3 separate regions of the Rattus norvegicus genome follow, and regions 1 and 2 are each linked to region 3. A link is a contact called in public Hi-C data. All regions are on one chromosome and are shown on one strand. Each heading gives the region's core, a stretch centred on a gene start, on an enhancer-like site or on the middle of the called end of the contact. The rest is flanking DNA. Distances are from core to core; before and after follow the strand shown. Region 1 overlaps Marchf10 (membrane associated ring-CH-type finger 10). Region 2 holds the start of Marchf10 (membrane associated ring-CH-type finger 10). Region 3 holds the start of Tanc2 (tetratricopeptide repeat, ankyrin repeat and coiled-coil containing 2).

Evidence for each region. A called contact is a pair of places that touch in the nucleus more often than the background predicts.
Region 1: a Hi-C map of Schwann cells shows a contact between it and region 3, with 8 times the contacts expected there. The contact joins the enhancer-like site here to the promoter of Tanc2 in region 3. A contact is called at or near these places in 3 of 12 Hi-C or Micro-C datasets (Schwann cells, frontal cortex and mammary epithelial cells).
Region 2: a Hi-C map of frontal cortex shows a contact between it and region 3, with 2.3 times the contacts expected there. The contact joins the promoter of Marchf10 here to the promoter of Tanc2 in region 3. A contact is called at or near these places in 5 of 12 Hi-C or Micro-C datasets (the Rat2 cell line, Schwann cells, frontal cortex and 2 more) and 1 of 1 datasets of contacts at active chromatin or transcription factors (oligodendrocytes).

Annotation. Positions count from the first base shown.
Region 1 is chr10:90,879,630-90,883,016 of GRCr8, forward strand. Marchf10 (membrane associated ring-CH-type finger 10) reads right to left here. Exons shown (of 12, transcript NM_001013973.1): 5 at 116-287. Among named protein-coding and RNA genes, the nearest start is that of Marchf10, 40 kb to the right of the region's middle. Within about 2 kb of position 1,907, at least 2 of the 93 cell types and tissues checked have an H3K27ac peak or open chromatin away from gene starts, as enhancers often do. A contact at or near this core is called in Schwann cells, where this site is marked.
Region 2 is chr10:90,919,370-90,922,842 of GRCr8, forward strand. Marchf10 (membrane associated ring-CH-type finger 10) reads right to left here and starts at 2,065. Exons shown (of 12, transcript NM_001013973.1): 1 at 1,910-2,065; 2 at 1,054-1,135. It overlaps LOC108352144 (a long non-coding RNA gene), which reads left to right. Exons shown (of 3, transcript XR_005490476.2): 1 at 1-2,479; 2 at 3,119-3,205.
Region 3 is chr10:91,051,382-91,054,698 of GRCr8, forward strand. It overlaps Tanc2 (tetratricopeptide repeat, ankyrin repeat and coiled-coil containing 2), which reads left to right and starts at 1,686. Exons shown (of 26, transcript NM_001191653.1): 1 at 1,686-1,941.

The DNA.
Region 1 (3,387 bases), core at 657-3,156, 170 kb before region 3:
GCAGGCTCACTGGTCTTCTGAGACCTAACTGGGCACTTGGCAAGTCCTAGGTTAGTCAACCCCACCTGTTTGTTGTCATTGTTAAGACTGGGATCTCAGTAAGGAAGCCACTCACCTGCAGAGGGTTTGCTGGGGCTCACTTTCTCTGGCTTCTTTAGTGTCATGGTGCCTTTGTGTTTCTGCTTGACAGATGTTTGATCAATGGCTGGAAGTTTGGGCTCACACTTAGCTGTAGGTGCTTTGGTAGCTAATCTTGCTTCGCTTAAGGAATCCTCCTCACCGGAACTCTGTGGAAATGGAAGAGGCATGAGTGTCAGTGGTCACCTTTGCTAAGCACTGGAGCAGGACACATGGGTATCAGTGGGCCCCTCAGTATCCCCTCACTCCAAGGGATCTTGTGTTTGCCACTCAGCTTGCTCTGTGGCCAGGCAGATTTTGAAGGATCCGGACCACCGACTTCGACATTAACAGGGAAGCTAATGACTCTTGTGTTGCAGGACATATTTGAGACACTGCATTTCTGAGTCAGTTGCTGGAGCACATCATGAATGCGTTTCTGACCATTGCGTAATCTGATGACCAATAAACAGCTCATGCTCAAGGCTAGATATGAAAGGAGGTGCTTTTAAATCAGTGCTTTTAAAGTGTCTGCTGTTTGATATTTGAACTGTTTTGCAGACGGTGAAGGAAAGTTCCTTATGCTAATCCATATGCTGGACAATGAAAAAGAAATTTAGATTGTGTAGTGGGGATTGATTCAATCAGATCTCAGTAATCCAAATCATTGCCCAAGACAAAGGGATCTCCTAAGAAGTCCCCTCCAGTTAGTCTTCTACAAAGAAGTCAGTATAAATCCACATGAGGACAAGTCACAATTCCTACAGTGTCAAAGCATCCCAACCCAGGTGTGCAGATAAAATAAAAATTATCCAAGTATTCAATAGTTTTACCCTTTGCCAGAATTCTCCCCATCAAAGAAACTATGCGAATGACGTAAATGACAGTCAAGACCCTGGCTCCAAGGGTGATCTGAATGCAGCCGTGTGGCTTCAGGCCCTGGCACTAGCGAGACCATGCCTTCTGTCACAAGCAAAACCTAAGGTTTTTTCCCACCTTTGGGTCTAGGGAGGTTCTCCTACATGGTGCATTAGTCCAGTGCCTGAGAAATCTCTGAAGCTGTGGTTTGTCCCGGGCCAAATTACATCCCCGGCTGTCGTGGTCCTTACTGACCTTGCTTGTCATGATTGCTGACACTCGTGGTGTTTTTTTTTTTTTTTTTTTTTTCATTTCAGTGGCTCCTGACTCAGGAAAATACACTGAATAGCTCTGAGTTATTGGGTGCAACGTAAGAGAAACAGGACTATAAAAAATTCCCACTTGGGGCTGGGGATTTAGCTCAGTGGTAGAGCGCTTACCTAGGAAGCGCAAGGCCCTGGGTTTGGTCCCCAGCTCCGAAAAAAAGAACCAAAAAAAAAAAAAAATTCCCACTTGTCAGTCTTCTGGGCAGAAAGAAGTCTGTACGTCTACAGGTGGGCATGCCATTGTTTCCCACGAGGACAAATCTTATTTTAAAATTTAGGTTTTGGATATGGCTTTCAAACAAATAGTTATTGTTGTTCCATCCATTATCGGAAAACAGGCCACCCTCAGATAAAGCGGCAGAGAAAGGAGATGGCATAATGAATCAACTGTTCTCTCTCTTTCAGTTCTGTGACTTAATAGAAATCTTTGAAAATGATTCTGAAATGTCAAAGATGAATCATGAGGTCATTTCTGAACATGAGATGAGTTCTCTATTTGCAGCAAAGTGGGTGTTTGGCAAATTTTAATTCTGATGCTAGAGACTGTCATTATGACTGGGTGATGGGAGCCAGAGTAATGGGTTTGGATCCCCAGAAGAGCAGCAGGGAGCCTAGGACAGAATTTCTTCCCAGACTGCCTGTAGGCTGAGGAGTTCACTCACGCAGGCCTTGTACTTTAGCATGTCATTTCCAGCCTGCAGCAAAGCAGCAGTGGCTCCAGGTCCGCCCACATCTCTCCCCATTCCTCCAGCCTGGCAGGAACTCCTTGCTGGCCCCAGGCGGTTGGGACCTGGGAGGGTAGGTAAAAGGCTCTTTACTGGGTAGCTGTTAAGCCTGTCAGCCTTCCTTAGACTTCCATTCTTTAGAGTACTGAAGAGGTGAAACAAAGTTTGGCCAATTAACCTGTCTCGGGACTGTGCCCCAGGTACTAAGCATATCCTCTGGTTCCTCTTTCTGGTGCCGTTGCCTTTATTGATAGGTGGGCATCATTCTTAAAGTCCAGAAACTGCCCCTAGAAGGGGTGTGTTGTTGACTGGAACTAGAAGGTACAATAGCAAGGCCTGTGACGCCCGCCCGCGGATGTGGTAGTGGACCTTTCCCTCTCTTGCCTCACTGAGTAACCTCAAACTTGTCACTCCAGCCTCTTAATTTTTACCTAATATTTATTTTTTAGTCTTCGTTAATGACCCGTCACACCCTTAGCCACCCTCAGCTGGTTCTGCTCATGAAAATCCATTGTCATCGGGGGCTCTGGGGCAGTGACCTGGCTTTTACGGCTAGCGATCATGTGACATGTGGTAAGTTTAGTGTGGCTCATTAGTTATTATTTTTCCTTGGGTTTCCCTCTGTGAACAACAGTTCCTACATTGGGGGGTTCCTCATGATCGAGCGAGGTAAGGCAGCCATCACTTATAATGACTCATAATAACTGATAACGAGTTACAATAACTGCATTCGAGTACCTCGTGGACGGGGTCAAGTGCCATGCCCAGGCATTCACTTCCTGCCACTTTCAAAATCAGCCAACTCCTGGGCATTCGCTATCAGCTTGACACCAAAGCGGAAAGCCTATTGGACGGATGCCATCCAACCTAGGGCTCGTGCACGGAGGAGGGTCAGTTCCTGTACGCACTCCGGTGTCGTCTCCAGACCACAGAATGCATACAGTCACGCCAGCCAGCTGAGACTCATCCAGTCTTGAGAAAATTCATTCTTTTTTCCCAAATAGTAAAGCTCTAATGTCAAATATTTAACAATATCTGGGGATTATCAAATCAACACTAATAATGTTTTTATGCAACGTGGATTTGAGAACTGTCTTTTCCTGTTATAATTTTGAAATTTACAGTTTCCATCTCCGCTCCATATGTTCCTAAGTTGAAATGTCGCGTGACGGTGGAGACAGCAGCCCACTGCCGTTTGCTCCTAGGGTAGGAAACCGACTCTCAAAGTCGAAGACCAAACCCTGCCTATGCAAGGGTACTTTAATATTGGGAACTTCATGTCCTAATAAAGCTGTGTTAACTCAAATTTATTGGCAAACTATTTCTGAAGTGTTATAAATTGTGGATTTAAGGTTTTTCCA
Region 2 (3,473 bases), core at 815-3,314, 130 kb before region 3:
AATTACTGGACCACAAGGCTGAAGTTACATTGTACTAGCTGTATGAACAGGTGGCGAGGATGTGTCTTGATTTCAAGGTTGGTGTGGTCTAATTTGTGACCATAATACAACATGGCTCACAGTCTAAAACAGCATGGTTCCTAATGAGACCACCAGACCTCATCAACAGGATGGCGGAAGCCCGCCTCCAATTCCTGTTTATCGTCCACTGGAGCTCCTTCATGGAATGTTACACATTTTTAATGACTAACTACGGCACGCTCTCAGCTCCTCAGGAATGGCAGGGGAGACAGTCACTGACCAAACCCTCAGGTGTGTGTGCTCTGTGGCTTTCTTCCCTCCTCCGTTTTATTCGGTGTGAGTAGATATCGACAGCTTGTGCCTGACTCATGGTGACCCATGAGCATCTCATCTGGGAGTTGTGAAATCTTTCAAGGTTTATCATTTACTCCTGAGCAGCATGGAGGGTTTCCGGGTCCCCAGGGGGATGAATTTTACTTAAGATACACAGTGGGTCTTTGCGAGTTAGGGTCTGGAACTATAATAGATAGTTCTATAGTTTGTAAAACTTCTAAATAGGGTCATGTGACTCCCCTCTTAAAACTAGCTAATATTCTCCCCGTGATAAGGACCAAGTTGACACACCAACCTTTGTCCTGTAAGAACCAACCTGAGCCGACTCTATGGAACCCTTCCACCACCCCACACACCACACTTTGCTATGTTCTCTTAAGTGCTCAGAGCAGTTTGGACTTGCTTTCCTTTGGCTCAGGATGGTTGGGGTGAGCCGTTCCCCATCTTGCACTTTAAAAGGCCTGCGGCTCTGCCCTCATCTGTTATTTCTAACATTTATCAGCAACTGTGTTGGTCAGACTTCCGTGACTGTAACAGGGATTCTGAGGTAAGTAAAGGCACACTAAAGATTTTGTGTGTGTGTGTGTGTGTGTGTGTGTGTGTGTGTGTGTGTGTGTGTTTTGCCGGGGGTGGATTTCGGCAGACATTCATGGATTATACTTTCAAAGATCACACTTAGCTTTTCAAATAAATTTGTACCTGCATAGAATGAAGTCTGTTCCCCCTTTTTTCAGAAAAAAACGATGTGGTTAAAAACAGAAAGATGGACCCCCTGCTGCTCCTGTGGAAGAGAAGCCTGTCTGAGTATCAATCGGGCAGAGAACACCAGGATTCATAAGGAAACTACATTCATGGCCGCCAAGGGCACAGCCCATGGTCCAGTTAGATGGGGTACAAAGTTAACACAGCTAAACCGGTTAATCTATCGTGGCCTCGGGGTGGTATAATTTAAGGGAGGTTCTTAGTCAGGAGGCATGGAATAACCTGGCCTGACCAGTCAGGAAACAGTATCACTGAAAGGACTTCCTAAGTTTTCCTGACTTCACAATCATCTTCAAAACAAAGAACTTTAACACTGCCCAGGAGACTCTCCCCCACCCATCACAAACTCTGTCACACTGCATTTCCCTGTAAAAATAAACAGTTGAAACACCACAGTGCCACAAGTATTTTCTTATTTAACTATTGTCAAGACCCTATGAGGTTAAACAGTTTCCTTGGAATTAGAGACAGACACCAAGGGGACAGTAGATTGTCTCAGGTTAGGAAAAGTCTCCAGATGAACTTGAATTTTAGGCTGTACTACAAGTTTGAAAAACTGACCAGAATAAACAAGAAATAGAAATAACTATATAGGAATAAATCCAGAGGAAAATGATGCTTAATTCCCAGACTATCTTTTTGTGGGCCTACTCAACCAGATGGCCATTTGAAGCCAAGGATTTTTTTTTTTCAGATATAGGCAGGCGCTAGAGTGCTGTGTGTGGGGGCAGGAAATAAAACATGGGCAAGGCGTGATTCTGAAATCATAACCCGTGCTCTCTTCTGTTCTCACCTTTGAACTGCTTCTTGTTCTGAAAATCACGCATGATCATGCGTACCTCTGTTGTAAGCCTCTGGTGACAAAGCACTGGACCAAGCTTTTGTTTTTAGAAATCCGTGTGAAACGCCATGCTAAGGAGAGGGTAAGGGCCAGGGATGAGGAGGTTCGTGAGGCAGGGAGAGGGAGTGGCTCCGCCAGGCCCCAAAATTCCACATGTCTGTGAAATTTCAATGAGGAATATTCTAAGAACTCTGTGACATTTGAATTCCTCTCTGGCATAACTGTCTAGGGAATTCAGACAGAGACACCCTGACTTAGAACAGGAGCAACAGGAGACGTTTCTTTCCAGTCTCTAAACGCACCACACGTCTGTACATATAAATGCACATGCACATTCCTGTGTACAAAAAGTCTCCTTTTCTGTGACTGTATTTGTCATCATCATCAACAACAACAACAACAAAAACGCTGACCGGAAAGAAGTGCTTTTAAAATAAGCTGTCTTATCATTTTCTCTCTGTGTTCTCTCTGTGAAATATTATTAAAACTATACTGTCTTTGAGTTTGGCAAATAAACACAAGGTAAATTTAACCTCGTTATGCTGAAGCTTCGTCTGAAGCAAGTTGTAAATAGCTCTGTTACTACCTGACAATCAGGTTTATAAATTCCTCCATTTCCACGATTGGGTGCTTGGGAGAGGATTTCAGAAGACTTTAATCCAAACTTTTCCACAACGAATTAATTTGTAATGACAAGAATTACAGGTTTTTGTTTTGTTTTCTTTTTTTTTTTTTTTCAATTTTAGTTTGGAAAAAAAATCTTAGTTTTTTTTTTTTTTAAACTTGGGTTGAATATAAGTTTGGTGACTTAGGCCCGTTCTATATTTCAGAGGCTGAGGGCTTGAGGCAGTGGGGCGGGGGCGGGGGGGACTGTTCCAATTTAACGTAGGAAATAAAGGTTGGGGTGGAGGGGTGTTTGATAGACCTAGCTAACACATACGGACTATTAAGCCCAGAGCAGAGACTGTGTAATTGGAAAAATGAAAAGAACATCACAAGTTTGACAAGCGATTGGGTTCTACCATTAATAATACCATCGTTTTCACACTTAAAAGCTGTTTCTTGGACTTGTTAGACCAATGTAGCTGTGCGGGGTGGGTGGCTGGGGGAACTACCAGTGTGCAAAACCGTCTAGACTCCAGTTAAATCTGTTCCTTTTAGGTAGAAACGAACTGGAGCTGGGGTCAGCCTGAAGAAGAGAGGGGCGCTAAGAGGTCTGATTTCCCTTCAGAATCTTAAGTTTAAAAGGTAAAGTTGATCCTCAGTTCTGGGAAGGCTAGAGCGGGGGCCGGTTACCTTGGGGATCAGCACTTTCGCCCCTCACTAGGGGCTAAAGGGACTGCGTGGCGGAGCGGGTGGGTAGGCCCACAGCAGAAGAGCCGCCCATCAATCGTGCGTGGGGCCGGTCCTGGGCTCCTCTTCCTCCCCTACGCCTCACGTCTTCCTCCCTCTAGCGGCCCCTCTTCCTTCTCCTCCCTGGAGGCAGCTGTCCGCCGCGGCCTCCGGCCTTTTTCGG
Region 3 (3,317 bases), core at 436-2,935:
CTCATATCACCATGGGTAGGTAGGTTTTAGTTAGACTGAATTAACTTTTGGAACTAGTACCAATAGTCCATATGTCAGCCTTTCACTTTGCCGTGCTAACCATAAACATTCTTCTGAGTTCTACCTCAGAGTTCTCAATTTTTCACTGGAATGGCTCGCTTTCCGATATGACTTCATATTCATTTTTTTTTTGGTATTGCACTGAAATTGAGACAATTTTTTTTTTAAATCGAAGAAATTATACAACAAAGTGCTATGGGATTGGGGTAGACTCAGATGAACTGTTATCAAACTAACCAACCAACCAATCAACCAACATCTTCACCTTCTAAACTGCACTGAAACAACGCCCTTTATTGATGCAATTTGTGAATCTATTTCCAATCATGGCATTTCATTAGGAAGCAGATGACGAAAAAGTCATCTCAGTTAATGGAACGGAAATTCACCCAAGCAAAATATGCAACGGTGATTGCTTTGTATCATCTTGCAGCACGTGGGGAAATTTTTTTTTACTCCAAGAATCCTGCCAAGTTGAAGGGGTGTTTTCGGGGTGTGAAGGGAAGGAAGCAAGCTAAAGAAAATCTAGGCGGAGAGTTTGGGGAGAAACATGACTGAATATCCTCCAATGGGGTCTTAATGTGATGACTTTCTATTCTTTGCTGGGTGCCTTGAAATCACATTAGTTCTTATTCAAGCTGGTAATGACAGAGGCAGCATGGCAACTTTACCGAGTCTAGCAAGCTAAGGTTAGAGAATTGTCAGCAATTGTTCTAGGTGACAGTTTTCTTTCTTCCTCTCTATTATCCTTACGCCTACCCTACCCTCCCCCCGCCCCCCCCCCCGCCCGAAGCCATTGTTGTTTTTCCTCCCATCCCTGTTCCAAAGGCAACGGTGGCATCCTGAAAGCAGTCTACACGCTGCCACTGAGAAGCAGGAGAGGAATAACTGACACTTGTTGGCGTCGATGACTTTGAGTGACACGTGTGCCTGTGGTGACCAAAGTGGGGGACAGTCTAGAGGAACGTTCGGGCTATCAAAGGAGGAGGAAAGGCCCCCAGAAGTGGGCGCACGTGACAGCAGCAGCCACCTCGAGAGTGACATCATCCCGAGGGCGGGGCCAAACTCTTCAGGGCCTTGTCAGCTCTTGAGCTTCCTCTCCTCTTCCTCACCAAATGCCTTCGACCCCACCAGCCCAAGCCCCCTGAGGAAACCAGAAATGCCTACACGTCCTGCAACGCCAGGGCCCCCTCTGTCAGCGCAGCGCGGGGGTTCACCACCATCCTCTCTCGCAACGCCTCCCCACCCCCAGGCCGTGGAGGGGCAGGGGGCGGGGGCGCGCGCGCTCCACCACGCACGCGCCCCCACGCACGCGCTCTCCCTCCGCGCTCGCGCTCCTCCCCAACCCGGCCCGGAGGGGGCGGGGCTGCGGGCGGCCTCCGAGGGTGCGACGCCCCCGGCGCGGCGGCGGCGCTAGAGAGCGGCCGGCCGGGCGCGGGTTGCTGGGCGCGCGCTGCTCCGGCGGGGCCCGCTGGCCACAGCCGCCTCGCGCCAGCCGCCCGCCCAGCGCGGCCAGCTGCGAGCGCCGCTAGCGCGGGGCCCCAGGCGGCAGGCGCCGCGCTCCCTCCGCCGCCCCGCGCGCCTCCTCGGGCGGCCCCGCCCCCGTTCCCATCCCCCTCGCGCTCACCTCCCGGCTGTGCCGCGCGCGAGGCGGAGCGAGGCGCCCGCCGCCGCCGCGGTGCTGAGGGGCGAGCCTGTCCCCGCGCCTCCGCTGACAGGAGGACCGCTGCGGGCTGCCAGCGCTCGCCGGCCGCGAGGCCCCGCCGAGCCCGACTGAGGCGCGGATCCTCCGTGGGGCGTCCGCGGGCCGTGCGGTCCTCACCGGAGACCACTGGCACGCGGGCTTGACCCCGAGGTGCGCCGCGCCCCTCAGAGCGGCAGGTAAGGGCTGGAGGAGCAGGGAAGAAGGGTCGGTAAGGGTGAGGTGACAGGGGCGTTCTCTTGCGACGCCTCAGCTGCGGGGTTGGGGCTGGGGCGAGCGGGGAGACAGGGAAACGGGCAGTGAAGTGCCTCCGGTGTCGAAGGCGTGGGGAAGGCAGGCTGCCTCTGAATGTGGGATCGAGGGCGGCTTCGGAGGACTCCTGGGGTCTGCCACTTGGCTGTCACCGAGGTTAGTCTTGGTATTGGGTACCTGGAGAGTCTTGGATGACGGGGACCGGGATGAGATGCGAGGCAGATTGCTAAACGTGGCAGGGAATGTGGTGCAGAACGAGTTGCAAAATGTGTCCCTGAATGCAGCATAAAAGTAGTTGTGAAATGTGCCAGGTAAAGGCACAGGCTAGGCTGGCCTCCGTGGCATAGAAATGCATGGAAGAAGTGTTATTAGGGATATGAATAATTCCTTTGGGGAAGGAGGTGTACTATAATAAAAGACTAATAGGGCTCTTTGCTACATATTCTGTCGTAGGAGATCGAGAGGAGCTGCGATTTTTGACATAGGGAAAGTACCCACGTGAAAGCAAAAAAAAAAAAAAAAAAAAAGCAGATTGTCTGGTTGTGAGATGGGAAAGAAAAAAATTGGGCAAAAATCATTTCAGGTTTTGTCATCAGCAGGTAGAGCACCCATGCAATTGTAGCCTGTCTCTCGGTTCCAGGTGTGGAATGTTTAAAATGTTTCCCAGAAAACATAAACAATGATCATTAGCATTAGGAAAAGATTGGATGTCTTTCCTTCTCTCTCTGCTTCTCTCCAGGAAAACAAAAAACCCCACAAACAAAAAAAGACAACCAAGCCAAGCATCCTGACCACAATTGTGTGCTCAGGATCCTTAGGCAAAGGGAATGATTTTTCATCTGTGTCCGTGCCTTGGCTTTTACACAGGTGAAAATAAGTGGAACAAGGAAAACAAAACAATATGGTGAACAAAAGGGATAAATTTTCAGGCATTTGGAAGGGTTGGAGCCAAAAGCTATGGCAGTGGCTAATTACAGAGACTGGCAATAGTGGAATATTCTGGTATGTTTTAGCTGTTGAGATGGGATGATGAGATAAGATAAAAACGGTATACAGTAAATTGGCATAAAACGCAGCAACATGGACACTGTCAATGTAGTGTTCCTTGTAGCGTTTACCAGGTAAATCATATTAGGGATTCGAGGGAAAACCAAAAACAAATGAAACAACTGTTCCTTATCTTTCTTCCTCCTTCCCTCAACCCCATCTTTCTAAGTGTGTGTGTGTGTGTGTGTGTGTGTGTGTGTGTGTGTGTGTGTCCACATGCTGCAAAACGCTGTGACTTCATTTAAGAACATCTGTG